Linked DNA regions of Mus musculus: region 2 is linked to region 1. The links are chromatin contacts, called in public Hi-C maps. All regions are on one chromosome and are shown on one strand. Each heading gives the region's core, a stretch centred on a gene start, on an enhancer-like site or on the middle of the called end of the contact. The rest is flanking DNA. Distances are from core to core; before and after follow the strand shown. Region 1 has its middle 70 kb from the start of Dmrta2os. Region 2 overlaps Agbl4 (ATP/GTP binding protein-like 4).

Region 1 (5,782 bases), core at 71-2,570:
GGAAACGGAAGACAAAGGAAGCCAAGAGATCAATCCTAGAGGCCAGAGACAGACTTGGGAGCTTCAGGAAGCAAGCAGAAAGATTATGAAAGGAAAAAAAAAAAGTCTCACAGAACTGAAGGAGACGTGTGTGTATTTATATTGAAGAGGGGCCACTCAGGACCAGACACATAATGACAGAAGCCATCAAACTATATGCATTGTCCAATTCCGAACATAAATGATGTCCTCGGGTGTCAAGAGAGGTTATACACAAAAGGGAACATGACTCTGAAGGCACGCAGCCTCTCTGCCTCAGCTCTAAGTGTGCAAGAGGAGAGCCGGGCAGAGCATCCTGTCCTGCAGGGGAATGATTTCAACCATCAATCATCCAGGCAGAAGACAAATAAATCCACAGACTAGAATTCCCGGCTCCTGCCCCACTGCGGAACCAGGGGGTGGAGGCGGCAGGGAGGGGGGAAGGGGCCCAGAGAGAGAACCAAAAATCAAGGACACAAGAAAAAAGTCCGGAAGAAACCCACGGGACTGCCGGGAGGGGAACCCCTTCCTATAAAGGGGGAGACTTTGTAAACCCTGGCAGGGTTGTTGTGGAGTAATTCTGATAGAGCTTTGGGGAAGACAAAAAGCTACATTTTCTTGCTAGAAATGCTGATCATTGAGTTACCTAATAATAGTGCACCAGATACCCTGGGTAGGCTGGGCCTGCAGAGCAGCTAATTCCTTACTTACTCCAGCAGGAAGACAATAGATAATGTTTAATGTTGGTAAATTAGGAAATAGCAGTCTAAGCATGTTATTTTGAAGTATGTAGGGAAAAAAAAAAAAACAGAAAACAAGGGTGAAAAAACGGCTAAAATGGTTGCAACTGAGCGGATGGATTGGGCGAGGCAGGGATGACAATCACTCAATGAAAGCCTTCCTGCTTGGGCTTTGCATTTCCTGAAGCATTTTCACGTGCAGTATCTATCTCATAGGCACCTTCAAGAATTCCCGTCGCAGGAGAAAGAAATAAAAGGCCAGGAGGGACCATGACCTCTCAAGGTCACAGGTGAAGCCCAGACTACCAGCGCTAGCTCGGCCCCCACCCCCTCTGCGTTCCCGCACCGGTCGAAACAATTGGAGATCGGTTAAAGGCCAGCCAGGGTGTCGGACAGCGTGCCCTGTCCCTCGATTCCTCAGACCGTGTCGCCGACCTCGGCCCGCAGCGTGAGTGTGGGCGCGGCCTGAGTTCGCTGGGCCACTGCCCTGCGCCGACCGCCGCCGACCGCCGTCCGCCCTCTGTCCTTGGGAGGACACGCAGGGAAGCCTCGCGCAGTGCAGCAGCGCCCCCTGCAGGTCATCGAGCTCTGAGCTTCCAGCTGGCCCCAAACGCTCCGGGAATGGACCCTGACATGCTCCTCCCTGGCCCCTGCCTCGCACAGGGGCTGGGACCACCCCCTGGCCGCCTGTGAACCAGGGCAGACAGTGACAAAAGAGGTATCTTCCCCACAACTGCAAAATGTGTCGTTCAGCCAGACCCCTTCAGAGGACCAGTGCTGCGGCTAAAGATGGTGACAAACACCCGAAGATCTCAAAGCATGTGTAGCATGTGTAGGACACTGGCATCCACACCCTCCCAGAGCCCTGGATCTCATGATTTCTAGCGCCCTTCAAACTGCCCTCTTAAGAGTGTATGCTCCAGAAACAAGGGAAGAAAAATGAAAGGTCTTTGCCTCATAGCCCGGAACCCCCTGGATGACCTTGACCTTGGTCTAGTCTATGGGCATATCACCTCCAAGGGTCTTTGACTCCCCCAGTGTGGCCTATGTTCCTCGTGCTTATCAAATACTTCAACCGTGGCCATGACTGACCTCTACCGGCAAAATGAGTCACTACACCGGGGACCAGCCCCTAGGCCTGAGAGACCCCCTGTGGATCCAGCCCACAGGTTAGAGAGCCACGCTCTGTATTTACATGGAGAAAAATCTCCTTAGAGAGCAGCAGGACGAAAAGAAACCTAACAATCTTTTCAGCTTCGTTTTTCAAAGGAAGAGAGAGCCCTGCAGAGCTTCCTAGAAAAAGCCAGGTCTTCACGTAGGTTTTAGCAAGCTCAGCAGTGTTGAGATTAACAAGCAAGACCCCAGGAGTCCAACTATCTGGCTCTGAGTACCAACTTTGTCTCTCTTAGATTCTTTGAGTTTCATCAAATTACTAAAATTCTGTCTCAACTTTTGCTGCTATAAGTTAAGCTGATAATAGATAATTCACAGACACTTAGTGCCTGCGAATTAATTAACTACATAGCCATTCTATGAAGTAGGTAGTTACCAGGTAACAGTGAGGAACAGAAATGCCACACAAGAAGTAAGTCACACAAAGACGAAGGTACAAGCCTTCTGAATCCCTGCTTTTACTTGTCACAATAGGCTGGGATGCTACCAAGACCCCAGTTGTTAGACCCCAAGACCCCAGAGTCCTGGAGACTCTCTGGGCTGATGCGTGCAAAGTATTTAGAGTGGAGGGAGGAACGCAAGATGCTTTCGACTGTGTCTTTAATTGAGATGAGCACAAAATATCTGCTGCTATGCCCTCTGTGTGCCAGATACTGACTTGGCAACTTGGCTTCAGTAGTGAGCATCCAGGCCTACCATTGTAGGACTCAGGATTCAAGGTGCCAGGTAGTCCTGTTGGAAGGCCACCCCCTTGCAGCAAGTGCAGGCACATCACCAAGAGGGTAGGAACACCTCCACCCTGGGAGAGGAAGGCAGAACAGTTGTTTCTGGGGATGCTGGCCAGGCAGAGGTGAGATGGGATGGGGAAGGGGCCCCTAGGGCAGCCGTTCACCACACTTTGCCTTCTCACAAATTCTTTCTTTTATTATGTTTTTAATGTTATTAGAACTATGTCAGTTACACACACACACACACACACACACACACACACACACACATCTTCCTCCTTCTAGCTCATCCCAGGTACTCTCGGAATAGCAAATGGAGACCATCTTGGAAACCCACAAATGGATGCAACGCAGAGGTCAACAGATCGTGGGGATCCCAGCCCCCAACAGATGCATCTCCATCAAAGCTCGCATATCTACTGCTCAGGGAACATCTAGGAAGAGGGGGTGGAAAGATACCAGGCAGTATGCTGTGGAACAATGTCTCCTAGACATAGCTGTATAGACAGACTGGAACAGTGGCAATATCCATTAACATGGAAAGTTCTACAGGACTCCAGCCCTAGACAAAGAACTGCAGGCAACTAATGCCTGCCAGGAGACAGAGAATTGCCTCTACCCATGAATTCATTAAGTTCTGCTCTAAGGCCACATCACTTGCTATTTGGTTTGGAGTTACTAGTTCCAGAGATGGGTAGAGAACCACTCCTCAAACCCACTAAGATGCATGTGTTGTGCTTCACACCACTGTGTCCCAACCACTCAGGACATTGAGTCAAAAAGAATGCTGGTAGCTGGAAGCCTAGGCTACAGCCTGAGACCCAACACCCTTTCCTCCCAAAAAGCCAAGAAGGAATATTTATCCTTTGAAAGCCAAAGGCCCAGAATAAAGTCTCAGAAGGTCAGACCAAATGAACCACACCAGAGTCATGGATTTCAATCCACAGCAGAGGACCAGAGGTAGGCAAGCCACCGTCAGCCTCAAAGAGAGGTTCCCTGGGCAAGAGGAGCAGAGGAGCAAATGAACTCCATCATCCTTCCCCTGACAAATGAGGCTACTCTGTTGAAATTTGTGCACTGAGGCAGGAGGATCACTGTAAGTTGGAAGCCAGCCTAATCTACATAGAAACTTCTAGACCCTACTCAAAAACAAAAAACAGAAAACAAAAAACAACAACAACAACAAAAATGCCTGTTGGAGCCTGGAAGAGTGCTAACTGAATCCAAGCCACTGCCCTCGGGTTAATCACATAATTTCCTAGCAGCTCCTGACTGCAGGAGACCCCACAGAAGGGATTCCTCTGAAGAGTGACTAGAACTTTAGTGGCCCTCCCAAGAAGAATGGGAGAATAATTTATGAAGGGAAAGTGTCCTGACCAGCAGGACCCAGTTATTCGTGGGTACGAGGGGAACCACAAACCTGCAAGAGAAATGGGCAGGGGAAAGAGAGACCAAGGAGGATTCCTGTCAAGGTCTAAGTTTATTAGGCTGAAAAAGCCAGGTTATAAGCACACAGTGAGGGGGAACAGGGAGGGGCTGAGGGGGAATTAACAAAGAACAAAGAAGTAGACATCTGGGGACATGAAGGCTGAATTCTGACTGCAGGCACCCTGAATCTTATCTCAGGAATGTAGATTCCTCCTTAACAGCCCTGGGTGTCAAGCTGGGCTCAGCACATTACTCAGGTCCTTAGAAGTCTTGGGAGTCAGGAAGAGATAAGGAAGAGGGGACTATAATTCAAATTTTTGTTTTTGTTTTTGTTTTTTTATGGGAATTTCTTTCAGCTTTATTTCTTTTTTTCCATTTTTTATTAGGTATTTAGCTCATTTACATTTCCAATGCTATACCAAAAGTCCCCCATACCCACCCCCTCACTCCCCTACCCACCCACTCCCCCTTTTTGGCCCTGGCATTCCCCTGTACTGGGGCATATAAAGTTTGCAAGTCCAATGGGCCTCTCTTTGCAGTGATGGCCTACTAGGCCATCTTTTGATACATATGCAGCTAGAGACAAGAGCTCCGGGGTACTGCTTAGTTCATATTGTTGTTCCACCTATAGGGTTGCAGTTCCCTTTAGTTCCTTGGGTGCTTTCTCTAGTTCCTCCATTGGGGGCCCTGTGGTCCATTCAATAGCTGACTGTGAGCATCCACTTCTGTGTTTGCTAGGCCCTGCCATAGTCTCACAAGAGACAGCTATATCTGGGTCCTTTCAGCAAAATCTTGCTAGTGTATGCAATGGTGTCAGCGTTTGGAAGCTGATTATGGGATGGATCTCTGGATATGGCAATCACTAGATTGTCCATCCTTTCGTCACACTTCCAAATTTTGTCTCTGTAACTCCTTCCATGGGTGTTTTGTTTCCTATTCTAAAAAGGGGCAAAGTGTCCACACTTTGGTCTTCGTTCTCTTGAGTTTAATGTGTTTAGCAAATTGTATCTTATATCTTGGGTATCCTAAGTTTCTGGGCTAATATCCACTTATCAGTGAATACATATTGTGAGAGTTCCTTTGTGATTGGGTTACCTCACTCAGGATGATGCCCTCCAGGTCCATCCATTTGCCTAGGAGTTTCATAAATTCATTCTTTTTAATAGCTGAGTAGTACTCCATTGTGTAAATGTACCACATTTTCTGTATCCATTCCTCTGTTGAGGGGCATCTGGGTTCTTTCCAGCTTCTGGCTATTATAAATAAGGCTGCTATGAACAAGTGGAGCATGTGTCCTTATTACCGGTTGGGGCATCTTCTGGATATATGCCCAGAAGAGGTCTTAGGTGCCAGGAAGGGATAGGGAGGAGGAGGTGACCGGCTCCTAACACAAGGCCATTTGGCTTATTAGGGTGGGAAACTGTGAAAGGCTTACTTTCTCACAGTATGGTCTCCAACAGGAAAGAGGATGGGCCCTCTGTGTATCCCTCTTCTGTGTCAAGAGACACCTCACTTCCACGGTGGTATTATTTCAACTCTCATGGAAACAGAGTAAGATCCACAAGTCCCCATTTCTTTTATGTGTTGGTACCAATACTCCAAAGGCACAGAGGTTAGAAAAGTGGCTGCTCGTTCAGAGGAGAGATTTGAACCTACTGCGATCCTTCTGCCTGAGAAAGACCAACGGGGATAGAT
Region 2 (6,013 bases), core at 2,415-4,914, 1.4 Mb before region 1:
CCTGAGAAGAGAGACTGGCCATTTAGATGGCCATGAACTCAAGCCAATCCACATACACTTGGGCATCATGTTCTTGAAGGCAATTCTGGGCAAGCACCCCATGCTCTCGTAAAATACATTCCTTTATTGATCAAAGTGCAAGTGATAAAGGTGACCATGAAGCCCCTGGTGTTCAGTGTGTTTCCAGTTATTCATGTCATCTCAAAGGTCCACTATCTGTCTACCTGGGGATGGGAAGTGTTTTCCCACAGCTGCTGCTGAGATCTGGGAGACTGCGTGAAGAGTCAGCAATAGTTTGACATCTCAATACACAGCTGGAGTTTACGTGAAGGGCATGCCAGACTACCCATTTATCTCTTGCATGCCTGGCCAGGGATCAGCTCTGTTGTTCCACTTTGAGTTTGGGGTCTCTTTTTTGGCCCCTGTAGTTACTCTGTCGCCTAGGGAAAGGGTCAGGGAAGGAAATATACACCAGTGGAACACTTAATTATTTTCTACATCTTTGCCAGTTTAACATGCCGGCTCAACCAACATCATCAGCACCTTTCAGATGTAGAATCTGAGATCTGGAAAGTGGTTTTCTCAGACCCCTAGATAAAGCACACACATCTGTATTCTTTCATAGCTGAATCTAGCATATGATGAGAAACTGCCTGGCTCCCTGGCTGCCTGAAACCCACACCTAGCCAATGCTATAAAGCTTCTGACCAGCCTCCCATCCCAGGTATCTCTCTGGGGTAGGACGCTAACATCCAGGAACAGGGCTATATGAGCACTAGAGGTAGGCTTGGAGGATGGTTGCATGAGGTACTTGGATGAGCCGATTACATGGGTGGGAGGAATGGATGGATCAGGAGGAGCCCTGGGATTCTGAGACAAGGTAAAAAGAGCAGAGGACACTGTACACACAAATGGCCCAGGGTGCAGTGACGATGGCAGAAGACTCGTGGGGAGGGTTTAGAAAGGATTGTTTTCTAATAGAGAAAATGCTTTAGTCTGCCACAATGAGACCCAGCATAATCCACTTGGCCAGTGTCGTGCTTACTTCCCTTTTTGCAGTAGATTGTATATGCTTCGGTGTATGTGTGCATGCATGTTGAGTAGATTGTATATGCTTCGGTGTATGTCTGCATGCATGTTGAGGGAATGAAGGAGCAAAGCTTCCAAACCAAAGCAAAATACGGTGGAATCCAAGAGGCAAAATCCACTAGGAGCAACAAAGGAAAAAGAGTCCCTCTTGTTCTAGTAACCTTCCTCATTGGTCATGTCCTGCTCCCTTCTGCCTCCTACCCATCTGGAAGCAGCTGCTCCAGGCTCTACAACAAACTCAGGCTTTGGAAAGTGCAGAACAAGGTAACAAGGGCAAAAGGCTGTCCCCACCCAGGAGTTACACCTCAAGGCAGGAGGACTGTGGGAGGGAAGAAGGGAAGGGTAACACATTTTACCCATGTACCAAAGCCAAAGCCTGGCTGTGTTCAGCTCTCCCCTCACTGACTGCTCAGTGATTTCAGGGAGCCTGGGCCCCTCTCTGGCTTCAAGTATTGTCACTAAAATGAAAGGTGTCTCGGTGTGCTTTGTGTTCATAGAACCAAACACCTCAGACAAGCAACGCATTAAAAAAAATGACATTCAGAGGCTGGAAAGTCTAAGAGCACAGCACCAGGTGGTGGTGAGGGTCTTCCTGCTTCCCCAAAACACGACACACAGCATCCTATGTGGAGACAGAACTGCTTCATTACACGTATGAACTCATCACTGGCTCAGGGCTCTCTGCCTTGTGGAAGCCACTGTGACATGATGAGGCCCCATGACCCCTCCCAATACCCCATACCTCCCAAAGACCTCATCTTCAAATCTACTAATGGACACATTTGGAAATGACATTTCTAGCCCAGAAACCTTAAATGAAGATATCTCATCTGCAGCAAGGAGGTCATTCGTATATGGTTGCCCTTCCTCTCAGCAGTGACAACTGCTAGGCTGTAGTTGACTCTTTGGACTTACCTCTAGCTGCTACCCTAAGCCAGTTTGACTTCTGCTTCTCCCCTGCCCCCCACCCCCCACCCACCACTTCTACAGGATTTCATACAATGCCTATTCTGTAGCAGGCCATGTGACTACAAAGCCAGATAAAGTTCCTGTGGGGCTTCAAAGACATTTGCGTATGCTAATAAGTAAGAAAAGCAAGCCCAGAAGAGGCTCGCAGGATTGTGTATGTGTGCCTTCATGAGTGTGTGTACACAATAGATGTTCAACACATCAGTGGGATGAACAGAACACAGGGAAGCCCCTGTAAGGCAATTGAGAAAGATGCTTTTTCTTTTTATCTCCTGTGTATTTTTACCTTTCACTTTGTCATTTTCAAATTAAAAAGCAATGGTAATGATTAGCCCCTTAGTGAGCACTTGCTCCCTGCCAGGCATTCTTCTAAGACCTTTGAATGACAACCAGATTAGCTCCTGCAACAAAGCAGTTCCTATCAGGACGCCTGATATAGCTAGGAAGAACCAGAAGCACTGAGATTAACTAACTCTCCAATGTGGCACAGAACCTCAGTAGGGAATCCAGAGTTCAGGTCCCCAAAGTCAGCTGGCTGGGAGGCTGCCCCTTTATCTCCTCCACAGGAGCCCTATAAGCATCAGGGGAACTGAAGAAAAGAAGCCTGCCTCCCTGGATGCAGTAGGGGCAGTTGACTGCTTCATGTCAAGGGGAGGGCACTGAAGAATTCCCTGAGACTCAGCAGCCCTATGCCTGGCTCCGAACCCTAAATTCTCCCAGAGAAGACTTGCTAGCATAGCCGACAATGCCACCAAAGGGGCCCTTGTATGAAATGGACCCTCCAAGCAGAGAAAGCCATACCAACAAAGTCTGAGGGTGGGGACTACCTGTGGCTACCCTGGGAAGTGCAGGAGCAGTTGGCATGTTACAGCGGGGAGGGTGGGTATGAGGGAGGAGGCTGGCAGGTACACAGAGACAAGCCAGCCAATAGCAGAGGCTGCAGTGTGTCTGTGCATGGAGGCAGCAGCAGCGAGCCTGTTTTTTGTTTGTTTTACAGAAGCAGAGAGACTAATCAGATTGGGTTTAAGCATTGAACTCCTATGACTCCATCCACTCACTTTTCACAGCTCCCCTCTTTCAATATGGAGGCAAGGAGTCTGGAGAACCCTTTCCTAGATTCTGCCCCAGGTAGTTTCAAACACGAAGAAGGCAGTTTCTATCAATTCTCATGACAACTTTTATATAACCAGATAACAACAACAATAAGGCAGTAATGACACAAAGCTGATCATCAAGAGAAGTCCAAAGCTCACCACTTCTGGCCTGCCCATAGAGCCGCTGTGCATATTCTAATACCCATCTCTCCTCCTTGGGACATGCTCTATTCCTAGCACTGAGTATCACTGGCTGCCGTCACAGCTCACCTCTACCTGACGGTCCTCAGGGTTCCACCATTGGCAACCCATCTCCGTAGTTCAGGGTCTGACTTGTGCCTAGCCCATGGCCAATGTCTGTAGTCTACTCCTGGGGAAGAACAAGTTTAGCAGAAAGCAGGTATCAGCAAAGTAGGGGAGCTGAGGTCTTCTGAGTAGCTCAGGCCTTGAGTGACATTGCAGAAATCTGGCCAAGGGCATTAATGGCTTCTTAGGTCCTTGAGGGTGAGCCTGTAAATTCCCATGTTGTGAGTCAGTGGGTCCCTGGGCTCTTTTCCTTGCCAGGGGAGCCATTAACCTATAGTGTTAAGGGCAGCCTGTCTCCTTACAGCTCTGGAGGTAAGCACTGGGCATGGCTGTATCAGCAAGGGTCTCATCTGACAAACTACCTGCCCCCGCTAATTAAGATCTGCACACAGCCCATGAATGGGCTGATCCTAACAGCCTCTTCCTCTGGGTGCGGGTTGAGGAAGCTCTGGTACTCACTCACTATATTGTCTGGGCCTGGTATGGAACTTGTTCCCTCCCCTCTGCCCAGCTCCAAAGACAGCCTTTCCTTTGCCTGAAATCACATGGGCCCTGTGTCCCTCTCCTCCCTGCTCTAACCCCTCACCCCCCCTCCCACAGTTTCTCAGAAAGTCCTTACTTCCTGTTGCCAGAATGCCTGAAAAAGCCGAGCACTCTCCAATCAGTCCTCCACAACATACCCAGAAGTGCTTTCAAATGATGCTTCTAGATCCTTGCTGAAAACCCTCCTGTGTTCCCAAGGCTCCTGAGCCCTGGTTCCACCTGGTCTTCCAGTCTCATCATCCTCTCTCTCTCCATCACAGTCACCCTGGACTCCTCTTAGTGCTCTCCTGTCTCTCCTTCTTCTCGCTGAATCCTGAGAGCTCATGTCTAAGATCCTCCTCTCACACACAAAGGCATCCACTATCTTCCTCAAGGCTCTTACAGAGGCATCATATACATCAGTTTTCCAGATCCCTGTCTTTTCCCTTCCCTCCTCTGTCCCTTCACTTCTAACACTTCAGTTGTATGTGTATCATGTGACGGACACATTGCTTATCATACACATCTCCATTGTTCCCTCTGAAACTCTGGTCCATTCTAGCTTGCTAGTTCCACTGTTACCTGCTCTTCATTCTCCCCAGGAAAGAACCCTTAAAGTCCTTTCTCCAAGGCTCAATCTCATTCTCAGCAAACAAAGGAAAAGGTTTGATTTCTAATTGTCAGGGTTACTGTGACCTCATCATTGTCACCTCCACCACCACCATCATCTTGATAATCATGTGGCACACTAATCACATACCAGGTGGCCCAAGAGACTGAAAGCTTTCCTCTGCATCAGATCCAGCACCCGGGAAGCACTCTGTCACAGCTGGCATTACCAGGACAGTCATGTCTGGCCGGGCGGAAGCATACGAGACAGGAATATGCCAGGCACGTTCTGGGGACAGCTCACAGACAAGCTTGGCTGGAGCTCAGGGCTCGTGTTTAATAAAAGATTAATGAAATTGTCAAATTGACCTTGTCAGTGTCGGCTCAATCCAATTACGTGGCTGTGGCCCCCATGAATGGGGTTAAAAACAGGAGCACACAAGAAAGGCACCAAGACAGTAGCCCCAGGGGGTGTGGCAGCACCCTGGAGGCCCTGTCCTACCCCATCTCCCTGGCCCCATCTGAGCCTGCTGCCAGTGCTTGATGTGCGGGGTACCCTGTGACTGGGAAACCGCAGCAGCTCAGGACTGATTCTCACTGATGCCCTTTTTCCAGGTTTGTGCTGGGTCAAGGACCATACTGAGCAAGGTAGACTGTCCTTCAGAAGTTCTTGTCTTGGTCTGGTAGGCAGGACAGCTGCAAAACCAAACAGAAACCTCAGCGCGATGGCACATGACTTTTATCCCAGCGCTCAGGAGGCAGAGACAGGCAGAGCTCTGTTAGTTCCAGGCCAGCCAGGACTATATGGTTAAGACCCTGTCTCCAAGAAAACAAGAAGACAAACAAACAACAACACCAAAGCATAAATGGAATTCACTAAAGTGAGCAGTGATAGATCCACAAAGTCCCAGAAAAGACACACTTGGGTCAGCCTGGGACTCAGCATTTCCAGACAAGGTGTTTCCCACAGGAAGAATACTCATGTAAGGGTACTGAAGGAGGGCAAGCAACTCTCAGAGACAGCCATGCTGCAAACAGGAGGACTGTGGAAGAACGTTCGAATGTTCTGGACAGCAGCTGGGGCTTCAGGGGATTCATTCATCATGGAAAGGTTGGAGAGAGTGAGGGTTGGCTGGGTCCTAGTGTCAGCTGATCAGCCCCCAGCTCTGCTTAGGAGAGACTGGAGCCTAAGGGGCCCAGGATGAGAAGAACAAGGTTTTTCTAGAGACCAAGCTCTGGTAGTCTGCATATGAGCTAGATGAGGACAACACTGGAGGGCTCCCTAGCATCAGGAGCCTCAACCATGTCAAGGGCTTGCGGAAATGTGAGCTGTAAGACCCTGTGCCCATCCTTACATAGGGCCTGCCTGGGCGGCAGTATTTCCTAGGATCTGAGCAGCCTCTTCAGTGCACCGAGCTTGCTCA

The links. Hi-C and Micro-C count contacts between places; a contact is called where the count stands out from the background.
Region 2: a Hi-C map of the N1E-115 cell line shows a contact between it and region 1, with 16 times the contacts expected there. The contact joins two enhancer-like sites. A contact is called at or near these places in 1 of 484 Hi-C or Micro-C datasets (the N1E-115 cell line) and 1 of 115 datasets of contacts at active chromatin or transcription factors (stem cell-derived neural progenitor cells).

The regions. Positions count from the first base shown.
Region 1 is chr4:110,046,624-110,052,405 of GRCm38.p6, reverse strand. No RefSeq gene overlaps it. Among named protein-coding and RNA genes, the nearest start is that of Dmrta2os, 70 kb to the right of the region's middle. Within about 2 kb of position 1,320, at least 75 of the 459 cell types and tissues checked have an H3K27ac peak or open chromatin away from gene starts, as enhancers often do. A contact at or near this core is called in the N1E-115 cell line, where this site is marked.
Region 2 is chr4:111,474,647-111,480,659 of GRCm38.p6, reverse strand. The region is part of intron 6 of Agbl4 (ATP/GTP binding protein-like 4); the gene reads right to left. Among named protein-coding and RNA genes, the nearest start is that of Bend5, 63 kb to the right of the region's middle. Within about 2 kb of position 3,664, at least 15 of the 459 cell types and tissues checked have an H3K27ac peak or open chromatin away from gene starts, as enhancers often do. A contact at or near this core is called in the N1E-115 cell line, where this site is marked.